Linked DNA regions of Ovis aries: region 1 is linked to region 2. Evidence: chromatin contacts called from public Hi-C data. All regions are on one chromosome and are shown on one strand. The core of a region is the stretch at or near the end of the contact, and the rest is flanking DNA. Distances in the headings are between cores, read along the strand shown.

What was found. A called contact is a pair of places that touch in the nucleus more often than the background predicts.
Region 1: a contact with region 2 is called in a Hi-C map of liver, with 2.1 times the contacts expected there. The contact joins the enhancer-like site here to the promoter of BMPR2 in region 2. A contact is called at or near these places in 4 of 16 Hi-C or Micro-C datasets (hypothalamus, liver, skin fibroblasts and 1 more).

Annotation. Positions count from the first base shown.
Region 1 is chr2:204,759,359-204,764,002 of ARS-UI_Ramb_v3.0, forward strand. All of the region lies in intron 3 of BMPR2 (bone morphogenetic protein receptor type 2), which reads left to right. Among named protein-coding and RNA genes, the nearest start is that of FAM117B, 90 kb to the right of the region's middle. Within about 2 kb of position 1,698, at least 5 of the 54 cell types and tissues checked have an H3K27ac peak or open chromatin away from gene starts, as enhancers often do. A contact at or near this core is called in liver, where this site is marked.
Region 2 is chr2:204,653,483-204,657,567 of ARS-UI_Ramb_v3.0, forward strand. It overlaps BMPR2 (bone morphogenetic protein receptor type 2), which reads left to right and starts at 1,638. Exons shown (of 13, transcript NM_001306123.1): 1 at 1,638-1,827. The coding sequence starts at 1,752.

The DNA of each region.
Region 1 (4,644 bases), core at 448-2,947, 110 kb after region 2:
GGAAAAACGATAGCTTTTCTTAATATGTCTTATTTTGCTTTCCTGGGCACAAGTTATGATCATAATGAAAAGAACATCAGTCAGAGGGGCAGGAGTTATTTGTATAATGCAATTTATGTTTTGTTGTCTGGTTGGCAAATGACTGGAAGATACAGCTTCCACTTTTATAGTCAGGTTATTTCATGGTCATTTTCTGAAGGATCTTTAGTATGAATTCTGGATTTCGAAGTATCATTTATATGCCAGTTAGAAAAATTGACTAGCGATCTCTTGAGTGATTTGACATTTTGGTTTGATTCTGTATTGTGAGAATTTAAATTTGCTTTTGGTTTGTTTTACATAATAAATATTGGAATGATTAGATTTCTATTTTAGGCTCAAATTATCTTTTCTAACTCAATTAGGTTATTGATTTCTAAGAAATAGAAATAATTATTTTCAAAAGCTTTTGTGTGCAGTAATGATACTTTTGTTTTGTCATATCTACATGTAAAGCTGAAAAATAAAATCTGAAAAAAATAAAGACAATTACATCCTGGTAGAATTATACCAAAAATATTTTGAGAACATGTCTAATGATGTTTCTTTATACTATTATGAAATTTTTTTTAAAGGTAGCATAGTCTACAGATTAATCTATATCTCCTGTTTAATTGTATTTACTGAGAATTTCAACCTATTTATTTAAATGTTGATTTTAGACTTATTTAATGATTTTATTCCAGTGAAATATAATTAACTTTGTTCATTTTAATTTATTCCTTAATAAGAGATGCAAAATCCTACAATTCAGTCTTTTCAATCACAAAGAAACTATTTTAAAGATATTAAAATTATTATAAAGACTTACATACAAGTTAAGTTTTATAGATTTTGAATACCTTTCCTTTGTTTTCTTTTAAAAAGTTTTTGTAGGGAAGAGGGTTAATGCAGTTTGTTTCGCTTTCTGTCTTTAGTTTCCTGCTGTTCCTTTTATAATTTAGTCATAGAATGCCTAAACTCAACAGAATATGAACTATTTTGTTTACTGTTGTGATTTGTTGTATTTGTTTCTTACAGGCTAGTTCTGTGTACAGTGATTAACAAGGCATATTAAATTTAAAATGATTTTAAATATTCAATATTAAATACCATCTTGGGAAAAATAAGAAATCTGCCTCCACTCAGTTTGTTTTTGGGACATTAAACATAAACATTAATCTGATTATGATTATGGTATAGTTTGCCATTCCAAACATAATAATTAAAACAAGTCAACATTGTTTATTCCTTGTAAAAATATTTGTTCAAAACACTGAGCTGCACGATATATCATCATTCCTGGAAGAGTATTTAGCAATCTGAATTATTTTGCTAAGGAATTCATTTAACTCAGATCACATTAATTGTTTTTATTTTAAATGTTTTTCTCTGCTTTTATGAGAAGCACATGTTTAAATTTTTTGTTAAATTTAAACCCTAATTTGCCTTTCCGCACTGAAGTTGTAAAAGATTAAGGAGCCAACATAACCAGTTTGTGTTATGTTTCAGATTTCCTTTGTTGCTTACTGCACATGCAACAATGTTGTTCTTTCTTTGACACAGACCCAGACAAAGGCTAAGTGTAGCAAGGAAGCAGACAGCAGGCCTCCAGTAGTGGCCCCTGCCTGGCTCCAGGATTTGTAAACAGAAACATCCCAGGCTCCAGTGAGGCAGACAGCAGTTCCCTGTCTGTTCTGCATTCAGGAAGCCCTTGCTTTTACAAGCCCAGACATTGCACCCAGGCATACATAGCTGTGTTTACATTTGGCTGAGTATTTAACTGCAAAGGCTAATAGGGAAGAAGAAGAGGGTGTATTAGAACTAGCGGGACACAACAATTTCAGGGATAGCTTATATATAGCATATATGTTTCTTTTAAATATATTTTATAAAAAGAAATAAAAGTTTGTAGTTTTTTTGGTAAACATTTTTTTAAATTACACACGTATGTGAATACATATATTGAAATATTTTTCCTGGAAGTTTTTAAGGGATTTCATATTTTAGATCATGTGACATATCCTGAAAGCTTTTACTTTAAAATATTTAGCCATTAGCATGATTTTAATATGTTTAAAATCTATTTTAACACCCCTTTTCCTTACTATTATGTGGATTAATCTCTATTTTAGAGTTTGCATTATTTTATGAAATGTTATCTTTAACTTGTGTAAATTTGTTGTGTTTAACTTGTGTGAATTTGAGAATAAAAGCAAAGAGAATGCTGAACCTTCAAAAAATAAAAACTAAAAGAAAAAACAGACTTTTGGCAAGGACTTTGAAGCCACCAAGTATAAATACCTTTTAAAAATGGTTTTATTTTAATAGCAAATTATAGGAAGAGCACAGAAGACAGACAACATTAAAAATCTGTTATTGCATGTAGTACAGCTCTGAAAAGTATAGTAAATGGGTGGAATCTACTGTATGGTAAAAATGTTACAAACACCATTCAGTTACTGTCAATAAGAAGTTTGCTTAGTTTTTAAAAAAAAACATCAAAGTGGTGGCATTGTCCAGAAACATTTAACAGGTTTATTTATAACTTTTATGACATTAAACTGCTAAAACTTGTTCACTGAGACATTTTGACTTGCATTTGTGCTTTTGTGTGTCCACATTTATATTAAAAATTGACATACAAGTTTAAATGGAAAAACTGCCAATACCTGATCTGTCCTCTACTTTTCCACTAGGAATCCTATTTTTTGACTGCACAAGGGGAAATGTCTGATATTCAGAATTAATGAATAACAGGAAGGAGGGGGGATTTTTTTTTTTTTAATGAGAATGAAATGTTTTCCATCAGAGTGGGTTCTTAAGCTCATTTTTCACACATGTAGCATACTGGTTGAATGTTTTTTGGCATTATTTTATACATTTGACATGGGTAACACACAGGTTTGTGTCTTTAGTAAAGGCCAAACACACAGGCTTCATTTGCTTCCTGCACTGTGAAAGTGCAGATTTGTTTTGACTTCCTGGGTAATTTCTCACACTAGATATTGAAAGGAAAATTTGGCAATCAAATTTCAGTGAACTCTTAATAATGTCTAATTTTATGGACTGCTGCAGTACCAAGTCTCTATCAATTAATTTTCTTTACTATTAGCAGCCATAATAGATGCTACAGAATTTTTCTGTTAGTTTTTTTCTATTTTTAGAAAAGTCCCTTAGACTTTTTTAAAAGTGTGTTTTCTTTAAATTTATATTCATTTATAACAAATTAAGCTGTCTGTTCTTAAAACCTGAGTTCAGTTCAGTCGCTCAGTCATGTCCGACTCTTTGTAACCCCATGAATCGCAGCATGCCAGGCCTCCCTGTCCATCACCATTTCCCGGAGTTCACTTAGACTCACGTCCATCGAGTCCGTGATGCCATCCAGCCATCTCATCCTCTGTCGTCCCCTTCTCCTCCTGCCCCGAATCCCTCCCAGCATCAGGGTCTTTACCAGTGAGTCAACTCTTCGCGTGAGGTGGCCAAAGTACTGGAGTTTCAGCTTTAGCATCATTCCTTCCAAAGAAATCCCATGGCTGATCTCCTTCAGAATGGACTGGTTGGATCTCCTTGCAGTCCAAGGGGCTCTCAAGAGTCTTCTCCAACACCACAGTTCAAAAGCATCAATTGTTTGGCACTCAGCCTTCTTCACAGTCCAACTCTCACATCCATACATGACCACAGGAAAAACCATAGCCTTGACTAGATGGACCTTAGTCAGCAAAGTAATGTCTCTGCTTTTGAATATACTATCTAGGTTGGTCATAACTTTTCTTCCAAGGAGTAAGCGTTTTTTAATTTCATGGCTGCAGTCACCATCTGCAGTGATTTTGGAGCCCAAAAAAATGAAGTCTGACACTGTTTCCACTGTTTCCCCATCTATTTCCCATGAAGTGATGGGACTGGATGCCATGATCTTCATTTTCTGAATGTTGAGCTTTAAGCCAACTTTTTGAGCTAGACTATAAAAACCTTAAGGCAAGTATATTGACAACATAAAGAAGAGATTGCAAAGGATGAGATGGAAAAATTGCAAATCAGATGCAGTAATCCAGGAAAACTCAAAGGTGTGAGAATCCTTAATAGTCCTTGAGAATATCACCATAGACTAGTTGACATACAAAATTATGGTCCAATCATGTAGAAGTTTGCTCCAGTATGTTTAGTTTGAGAAGGCATAAGAAATACACACTTTTACTTTTAAGAGCATTTTATACAAAATGCTTTAAGTTAAAAAAACATATTTAATTGTAGATACTATCTTTTTTAAAAATTGTATTTATTTTTAGTGGATTGTCGATTGCTTTACAGTATTCGTTTGTTTTCTGTCATACATTAACATGAATTAGCCATATGTGTACATAGTCCCCTTCCCCTTGAATTTCCCTCCCACGTTCCACGCTTTCTCACCCCTCTAGGTTATTTCAGAATTCCTTGAGTCATACAGCAAATTTCCATTGTCTGTCTGTTTTAGGTTAGTATATATGCTTCCATGCTACTCATTGTCTTTTACCAAGATTTTTTGCTCTTCTGTGCTAATCGTTTTACTGTGGTGCTACTGGGCAAGGTAAATTGCCCTCCACCGCCCCCCCCCCCTTTTCGGAATCGGTAGAAATAAGGAGCTTA
Region 2 (4,085 bases), core at 388-2,887:
GGTTCCGGTAATGGGTACTTGAGGGAAGCAGGCCACCGATTAGAGCAAAAAACATCAATACAGGGGTGGTCTTTCCAATTCCGGCTTTTGTTTGAGTCAGTGAGGGTAGCCCGAGGAGGCCAAAGTCTCTGGTTCTGGGAAAGGCGGGTCCGTCCCGATTCTTTGAGCTACGGAGAGGCAGGCGCCGGCCCCAAGAAACAAAGGGGGTAGTTTTGCCCCTCCAGGCTTTTACTCCAGGAGTCCCAGAGGAGTCAGAGCCTAAATCAACCGAGCTCGGAAGAGTTTGCCAAAGGTTGGACAACAGACACGGCTGCCCTCTCTTAAGCACACAAATCCCACGCGTGCCAGTCTAGAAGGTATGTCAGCGTCAAAGAGAAAGGCCATTGCTGCCCATCGCGGGCGGCCAGCCCCGCCCTGCTCTCGGTGGCTGGGGGGAGACTCGCAGTGCGAGAGCCCGGGAGCGAGGGGCGGGGACGGGCGGGGCCGCGAGCGCGCAGGCGCAGTGCGGGTCTTATCGCGCCGCCGCCGCCGCCGCTGCCGCCGCCCGCGCTGCACCACAGGCCCGAGACAGACAGGGCCGGGAAGAGCTGGAGACTGAGGAGGAGGCGGAGGCGGCGGCGGAGGCGGGGCGACTCCGGTGACCGGGAGCGCCGCAGACTGGCAGCTGCGGCGACTCCCCCCTTTGTGTCTGGTCTGCTCGGAGCCTCTGGAAGTGCTTCCCGGAGGGGCGCGGGGTGTCTCGCCGCCTCGCTGCCCACCCCCCTCCCTAGCCACCTACATCCGCCCTCCCGCCGCCCCCCGCCCTCGGCCCGCGACACCCGAGCTCCGCCCGGAGCCTAGAGCTGCGGGAAAAGGAGGCGGCGGCGGCGGCGGCGGCTTCCTCTGGGGAGGGGGTTGTGATTCGCTCACAGGAGCCCTTGAAGGAAGAAGACGAAGCTTTTACGGTGGAATTTACCTCAGGCAAGATGGAGCGGCAGCAATAAAAAGAGAAAGAGCGAGGAGCGCACCCGGCAGAGCTAGAAAGGGCAGCCTGCCGACCCCTCCCCTCCCCCGCTTCCCACCGCCCCTCAGCCCTCCGGCCGGGACCTGCCCAACCCTCGCAGGATTGTTCCGCGAAGGCGTGAAGGCGGTGGGTTTGTCCATGGAGGCAGGCACCTTTTTCGATCCAGTCGAGGAGGAGGATTTGCTGTGCTCAAGATCGGAGTAAGGGAAGCACCGAAGCGAAACTTAAAAGGATTCTTGCCCTCCCGGAGCACAGGCGATGCGCCTCGGATTGCCGGGCGCCGCCGCCGGCCGTCCGGCTTCGCCCTTCCCGGCAGTCGGGAACTTGTTCTGATCCTCGGCGCCCCGCGAATGCCCGCTGCCCACCCTTCGGCACCCTGGATATGTTTTCTCCCAGACCTGGATATTTCTTCGATATCGTGAAACTACGGGGGAAATAACTGCGGGGCTTTTTTTTCTCGTCTCCGTGTTTCTCCCCACGGACATGCCTTCAGTTTGGGGCGCCAAGGCACCCAGTCCTGGACGAATGAACACCCCCAGCCGCGAGGGAGAGAAATGAAGGGAATTTGTGCAGCGGAATGAAAACTCTACCGCTCGGTCCTCTCATCTGCCATTTGTCCTTTCAAACTGCATTGTAATACGGGCCGGAGAAGTCCGACAGGAGCGAGGACTAGCCTCCCGGCCGCGTTTTTCCGCCCGTATTCACTTTCCGTCTTTCTTTTTCCCTGCTCTTCTCGGCTGACCTAGGGATGACTTCGTCGCCGCGGCGGCCCCGGCGGGTGCCCTCGCTGCTGTGGACCGTCCTGCTGGTCAGCGCTGCGGCCGGTGAGTCGCCCCGGGTGGCGCGTCCGGGCCATTTCCCTGCGGCTGGCGGGGTGGGAGCCCGCAGAGGCCGAGGCCTGCGCTCGCCCTTCGCCGCGCGTCCCCTGATCGCCCCGGACCTGCGCGCCTTTCCCCGTCCTCCGGGAGAGCTAACATTTCACGTTAAATCCCCACACCTCGTATTCCCCACCCCCCACTCCCCCCACCGGGGCGGGGGGGAAGAAAGACACGTAGGGTGTGGTATCTTGACATTTTTAGCTGTGAGGTAATGCAGGGATTAAAAATAATATTTTAATCACCAGTGAACAGTGCCTATCAGGAGATCTTTGGGAACAGACCTGTAGATTTTTTTTTTAATATAAAGAAGCAGATTTGGCTGTAAGTAGAGAGAACATCCACTGTAGAACACACACTTGAAGCTTATTTTTAGATGTAGATCACTCTTTGAGAATCCCTGGTACTTTGATTATTCCAAAAAATGTTGTGGAAGGCAGAACTGCGAGATTCTTAATACATTGTATACTACTGTTAATCGTTATTACCATTATTTTGTTTTGAAGTATATTAGTAATTTTCGTCTTTTCAATCTGGACATATATTTTGTATACTTTTGGAATTACTTTTGGGCTGAGAAGTATTTTCGGTAAGTTTTCATTTAGTCATCTGGCTTTCTGTTGGCTTTCCTGTCATTGAGGCAACTTTGACCTCACATCAAGACTTCTAGGAGATTTGAGTCCTGAAAGTCTTTTGACATTTTACTGAAGCTTAAAGGGAAATCCTTTCTTTAGGATATTTTGTTCTTAGTTCTCAGACACCTTTAGGAAAAAACCTCGTTTTGTTTGCAATTACTTTTCCAGCAGTCTTTTGGTGATTGGCTTTTAGAAATTTTAGGGAGTGAATTATGCATATAATTCTTAAATTGGGTTTAGGATGGCCAGATAGATTATACATTTAGAAATGAATAGAGGACAACATAACACCTTTCCAGTTATTTTTTCTTAATAAGTATAATTTTCACATTCAGTAAATTTCTCAATGCTGTGTTAGATTCGGAGATTGCATAGTTCCATTTAAAAACTGCATATTTTCACATTCAGTAAATTTCTCATTTCTTGTGTTAGATATGGAGATTTCATGTTTCCATTTGGAAAACACTGAAAAAAATTTTGAACTTTTGTGCTTTTGATATTGTTGATTGATGTCTGTTATGTTTATGAGAGTTGTGTTAAAATAATATGAACTTCTGAATGTATTTTAACACTGATATTTTAATATTACTAATCATCACAATTCCTTTTGGGGAAAAGTGAATGATTTTTCTGTAGATTACTTTATATTGTGTTACCTCTTTAAATTCTCTAGTAATAAGCCATGTGGTTGGTCCCTGTAAAATATGAAGACAGTAAAAGGCTTTACGTTTAAGCAGTCATTCTAAGAGCAGAAATCTCAGAGCATACACTTTTCAGTGTTGGTTATTCTTGACTTTTCTACAACACAGATTCTTATTTATAGTTGGCAGAATTATTATTTTGTGATTAGAACTGATAAAAGTAAGGGAAAGATCAATTGACTTAAAAAAAATGTGATTTCTGTTTGGTAAATGGAATATTAGAATAATGGTCCTTAAAAGGGATAGATTAATCACTTTAAAGGTGATAATAGTCATCTTTTTTTCTTCAGTATTACTAATTACCAGATGCTAAAATTTGTGAAGTTGGATTTCAGATCTGTAACAATAATAGTAACAACAGTATTTACTGAGTGCTAGCTATGTGCCAGGAACTGTTCTAGTAGCCTTACATGTATTTTCTCATTTGATCCTCTTGACAGTTCTTAACTCCAGGTTCAGTAATGCTCCTTTTATAGAGAGGGAAGTACTCTGTGCATCCCCATGCACTTTAGCCCACCGGGCTCCTCTGTCCATGGAATTCTCCAGGAAAGAAAACTGGAGTGGGTTGCCATGTCCTTCTCCAGGGGATCTTCCCCACCTAGGGATTGAACCCGGGTCTCCTGCGTTGCAGGCAGATTCTTTACCATCTGAGCCACTTGGGAAGCCTGGAGTGAAGTACAGAGAATTTAAATAATAACTCACCACACAGTAAATTGTGGAGCTAAAATTGCAACCTGCACCTACCATGTTACCTACCATGTTAATGTAGGCAACACCTTCTCAGTCTAATTGGGTACATGAGATAGAGTTAGTGTCTTCAGATTAACCTTTGAAAAGAAGCCTGGACTCTTGACAGGATCTTAGTACAGCA